Regions from separate parts of the Capsicum annuum genome. Here region 2 is linked to region 1. The links are chromatin contacts, called in public Hi-C maps. All regions are on one chromosome and are shown on one strand. The core of a region is the stretch at or near the end of the contact, and the rest is flanking DNA. Distances in the headings are between cores, read along the strand shown. Region 1 holds the start of LOC107839615 (ubiquitin-like protein 5). Region 2 holds the start of LOC107839637 (conserved oligomeric Golgi complex subunit 8).

Evidence for each region. A called contact is a pair of places that touch in the nucleus more often than the background predicts.
Region 2: a Hi-C map of placenta shows a contact between it and region 1, with 3 times the contacts expected there. The contact joins the promoter of LOC107839637 here to the promoter of LOC107839615 in region 1. A contact is called at or near these places in 2 of 5 Hi-C or Micro-C datasets (bud and placenta).

Annotation. Positions count from the first base shown.
Region 1 is chr1:147,860,540-147,863,464 of UCD10Xv1.1, forward strand. It overlaps LOC107839615 (ubiquitin-like protein 5), which reads left to right and starts at 1,543. Exons shown (of 2, transcript XM_016683195.2): 1 at 1,543-1,834. The coding sequence starts at 1,606. The coding sequence ends at 1,827.
Region 2 is chr1:148,062,452-148,065,265 of UCD10Xv1.1, forward strand. It overlaps LOC107839637 (conserved oligomeric Golgi complex subunit 8), which reads left to right and starts at 1,327. Exons shown (of 12, transcript XM_016683213.2): 1 at 1,327-1,694; 2 at 1,768-1,920. The coding sequence starts at 1,563.

The DNA of each region.
Region 1 (2,925 bases), core at 293-2,792:
TAAAAGTAATGAAGAATTTTTTAATTCTTCAATATATGTTAAATATTTAGTATGCACATCTTTGAGATGTCGTAATCGTTCATGTCAATTTATGAACTTTTATTCCAGCAAACTCCAATTTTACCATGACATATACCTTTTACTTTATTAAATTTCAGATATACTATTACATGAATAAATTTTAGATTTACTACTTCAAAAGTAGTTTCAAAGTAATTCCTCTCAATTACTTTGCCTTTTTCGGAGGTGAGTTGTGATACCCTCACAATCAAGTGCACGTTTGTATTGCTAACTTTACTAAATATTAGTTGTACTCATAACAATCAAAATTCTCATTCTCAAGAATGGAATATAATCTGTCTTAAACCTATCAAATTATGATAGCTTATAACCTCTTTCAAAATATTGCTAATTCAAGAGCAAAACAAGGTATATATACAGTGTAGGAAATGTTTCTCTAACATATCTTATCGTCATAATAAGCATGTGAAAATATTATCACTTTTGATAATTATTATCATATTGTCCCTTCACACTTATATTCGTACATTCAATCACTTGTCTTCTTTCATACATAGTATGTACTGCTATCACATTCACTTAAGAGAATAAAACATATTCAATGGGACATGTCTCATAACTTTTCACAAACACCCATTATTTTGTCTTATCCATCACAATATTATTAATATGGTGCATTGAGATTCAAACTCAACGTCTTATCCATTAAAAGACGTCTTAGACATAACTCGGTGGAAATTGAACCCAAAATCTTATCATCATGGTGCATTGGAACTTTTAACCCAATGTCTTACCTCCTTAATGAGATGAGACTTAAATTCATCATCACATCTTTTAATAATATTGTTCTTCATGAACAAATTAAAAGTATAAGTGGTTTCAAATCAATTATTTTTCCTCAAATCCAACAATAATTATATCATTAGTAGCAAAAGACAAATAATATAAGGAATCACTAACCTTGAAATTACCTTTACATTTATAATCTCACTTTGTTTGGAAGAGTCTCGTGCTGATAACGTATTATAAAATATAAAAGAATAAAGAAGAAGAGTAGAGAGAATAAAAACTAATTCTTGTTTCTCTGGAGGGATGAATAACAATAAAGGAAAATCCCTTTATTTATAGGAGAAAACTAACTTTGAGTTTGTAATTTTATCATAAATAGATATATAATATATGATAAAGTAGATATTCACCGTATATGATAATACATTTATAACAATTTCTTATTTTTAAAGTTTGAATTCAAAACATTTCATTGAATGTGTTCCTTTTCAAAGTTGAATGGGACATAGTAATTCAATTTTAATTAGGAAGGAACATATCAAAAGTTGAATATTCCCTTATTTATTCACAAAGTGCGTCTATCCCGCGTAAGTTTAAATTACCAATTATACCCCTAATCCCAGCCTTTTCCTAGTCGACTAAACCAAAAAATTCCCCTATAACAAGGGTATTTTCGTCCGTTCGATTAAGGCGGCGAACGAGCGAACACCCAACACACTATATATACCCCACTTCGCGCTTCACAGAATGGCCAAAACTTTTAGGGTTTGCGTTTTGCGATTTGCGTTTTGAAAGATGATCGAAGTGGTGTTGAACGATCGATTGGGGAAGAAGGTGAAAGTGAAGTGCAATGAAGATGATACTATTGGTGATTTGAAGAAGCTGGTTGCTGCACAAACTGGTACCCGTGCTGATAAGATTCGTATTCAGAAGTGGTACAATGTCTACAAAGACCATATTACCCTCAAGGATTACGAGATTCATGATGGAATGGGACTTGAGCTTTACTACAACTAGAAGAATAGTAGGTAATTTTTTGGAATTTTGGAATTATGTTGCAGTTTTTGAGGGTTTTTTGGGTGTTAATTTTAGGGATTTTTCTAGTGTTGAGTTGAATAATTGGATTGATTTTGTTTATTTGATGTTTTGGTTTGGAAATTGAATGGTTAATTTATGTGATTTGAGTTTTTATGTCCTGCGGCTTTTTGGTTATACGTTTGTGCTTTTGGTTAAGCCGATGGACTATCTATCTATATGAGCGTTAGAGTTAGGGGTAGTGTCTGCGTAACACTCTACCCTCTCCGGACCCAATTTGTGGGATTACAAACCAAATATCTGATCATTATTGGCTGAGATGTAGTCAAAGCACCCAAGTTAGGTTAAGCCTCACAGCTACACACAAGTAGCCAAGAATTTTGAAGGATACTGAGCGGCATAGATCATAATCAAGTTGTAGCAATGGTTTCCCAGTAATCTCCCCTTCCACTTTAAGAATGAGGTGCTTTAAGTTTAATCTGTTCCTGCATCTTGGTAAATTATTACTACTTGGACATGATTCGGTGTACGCCTTTTATTTGGAGTAAAATTGGCATAAGCTATGTGTACCTTAGTAGTATAGTTATCGCTGTTGTTTCAGCTTTTAAGAATGCCACCGCTTTAATCTTATCATCACACATAGCAAAGTATAAACATATTAGAGCTAACTAGACATCAAATTATGCTTTTCTTGCTTAGAGATTTAAGGCGAGGGGGTTTGCTGTGTAAAGTTTGAACTATTGACTTACTGTATGATTATGTTAGCTACAGAATTTTATCATCACAGGTGTTCCTTGTAATTTTACTTATTGCTAACTGTTGGTGAATTTTACTTATTGCTAACTGTTGGTGAATTTAGCTTATTGTTTTGATTAAATGAAGATCAATTTACTGACTTGATGAATTAGTAGATATGAACTTGTTGATTTGATTATAATTGAACATCAATATAGTGATCCTATACATCATAAAGCGTAAAACTATTGAAGTATTGATTTGTTATAATTGATACACAATCGAACCAAAGTTGTTTAGCATCCAATTAGTAGTGGTTGTTTGATCAACTTCAATAGTTTACGT
Region 2 (2,814 bases), core at 77-2,576, 200 kb after region 1:
AAAACTGTTTTCCTTTTTCAGAAAAAATTTTCGAAATTATATTCAGAATTTTCATGGCCAAACACCACAATTTCCAACTCCAAAAAAAATTTTCGGAAAAAAAGGAAAATTTTCCATGGCCAAACGGTCCCTAAGTGAATCATTGATTTTTTTTTAAAAAAAATTTACCCTTATGATTTGACAATCAATTAACTTTTGAAGAAGTATTACAAAGTCAACTTTTTTTGGAGGGTAAAAATGGAAAGTTGTGTTAAATTTATGTCTTTAATATTTTTTCTTAATCTGTGTGCCAAAATCCAACAATTCATTTATTATGAAACGAAGGAGTAATTCTTTTCCATATTTGACTAACCTCTTTCTTGAAGGGAGGAAAAGTTTTGGACATCTATAAATAGACCCTTCTCATACCATAACATAATAGCATCCACAATATAGTCATTAAAAAGTTTTGTTTAGGGGGAGATTTCTCCCAATAGGTTTAATGTTTTTTATATTAGATTTTATAATATGTAGGCCGATTGGTCAAAACATATAATAATTTTATGCCTTTTTAGTATTATTTTCTTTATCGTCTGATTTATTATCTCAAGATTTGCAAACGTTAAGCTTCCGCATGACGCCCTCTCGATTTTGAAATCGACATAAATTTGATAAGTTTCACAAGCTGAAGGATCAAGCATGCTGAATTTCAATTGATCGAAGATTGAACATTCTTTAGCAAGATATTATAAGGATCAAAATAAATATTTCTCATATTAGAGGGACTAAATAAAAATTCACTCGAAGGAAAAAATAATTTCATCTTTTGATATTGGGATAAGGTTTATATGGTTTACTAAATGCGGTATAAATCTCATTTCATGTTTAATTTTGAATATATAGTTAAATTTCTTTATCATAATAGTATTCGTCCAAAAAAATTTATGTATTTTATAAGGAGATGGTGTTATATATATATATATATATATATATATATAACGTTTAGATTTCATGTAATTGTTATAAAGAAAAATGTATAAAATTTAAAAATGCATGAATACAAAAAGGCAAATATTTATACTTTTTTTTCTTGTGAAGTTATGAAAAAATTAATGCACATCATTTAAATATATTTTTTTTTTTAAATTAGATATTCTTACTTAAAATTTAGTGTGTGCATAAAATTAATGATGATTATTATAAATATTTTGATATAATAAATTTTTTACAAAATATTATTATTACAAAGTGTACTACAATAACAAATATTATTGATGTTATAGATAGGATATTGTTATAAAAGAATAAAATATAACATAAATAATTAATTTTGAAGAAAATCAAATTGTTCTAACGAGGTGAACTTATATGAGATTATGATATCCATACGACCCAAAGAGTATCTTTTAACTGCGTTGAGCAACAAAAACTTTTGCAACTGAACAAGTACAGTACTACTAAAATGACAAAATTTCATTTTAACACCTTATTGTAGGTAAATTTTGTAGAGTCATATTTTCCAGAACCGAACAGTAGATCCTCCCTTAGAAATTCTCAATTCCAGATCTCATACATTGTGAGCAATGTCGATGGATTCGGAAGATCCGATGGAGGAATCATCTTCACCGGTGACGGGACTAGTCCCACTGGCATCACCTTCACAACAGCCTTACATCTCCGAACTCCTTTCTTTCACTCTCGATCGCCTTCACAAAGTACCCTTCTAATTGCCTAGTTTGATTATATTGCTTTGATTTGGACGAACTTTGATGTGGATTATTTCTGTAGGAACCGGAACTGCTGAGAGTTGATGCGGAGAGAATTCGGAGACAGATGCAAGAGGTTGCCGTTGGGAATTACCGTGCTTTCATTTCTGCTGCTGATGCATTACATGCCATAAGGGAACAAGTTTCTTCTGTTGATAAGCATCTTGAGTCCTTGGTAATTTTTTGCCTTTACGTTGTGGGAATTTTTGCAATTGCTTTGATTTTTTAGGTAACTAATTGTGTATATTAATCACCTGCATGAGAATTACAATCCAGCTAACAACCACGGTTAGCTCAGTCTACACAATTCACCTCACTCTCATCATCTATGCAATTCAGTCCTATATCACCTTCAGAAAATCTAATTACTACAGCATCCACGCCTGAATTAGGCTTTTAATTCCTACAGGAGCCATAAATTTGCTTTGGTTTTTGATTTGTTGAATTGCTATTTTAGTTCTCATTTGATTTAATAGTGTATATTGATCTACAAATAAGATAGTAAGCACTGAGTGATTTGGTGTGTCACATTGCTATAGCTTGAATAGATTTAAAAAAAAAAGTGTTGGACTTGAATAGCACCTAAGGGTGTGGTTTAGTGGTTGATGAAGTGGGTTGAGTACCATGAGGTCTTAGGTTTAAATCCTAGTCGAGACAAGTCTGTTCTAGTCTTACTAGTCTTGGTGGACAAAGTTACTTGATATTGCTGGTGGGAGGTGGGGGTATCATGTGGAATTAGTCAAGGCGCGCACAAGCTGGTCCCAACACCATGGTTTTTTTTTTAAAAAAAGGTGTGACTGGAATATGAGTGCAGGAATCTCTTTCCGAAGAAGATTTAAGCTAACCACACAAAGCTTCTAAGGACCCTTTTGGCTAGCTTATTCAATTTAGGTGTGCCTTATAGTTGGCTTCAATGTTAGTATCATTTCAATTTATTCATTAAATTTATATCTAGTTTAGTTTCTCTGATCAACAAAGCACTATGTTGAACTCAAACTCAAACAACCACAAAGCATTGGGATCTATAATGGAAACTCAAGTCATTGGATTCAAATCCGCTACCCTAACA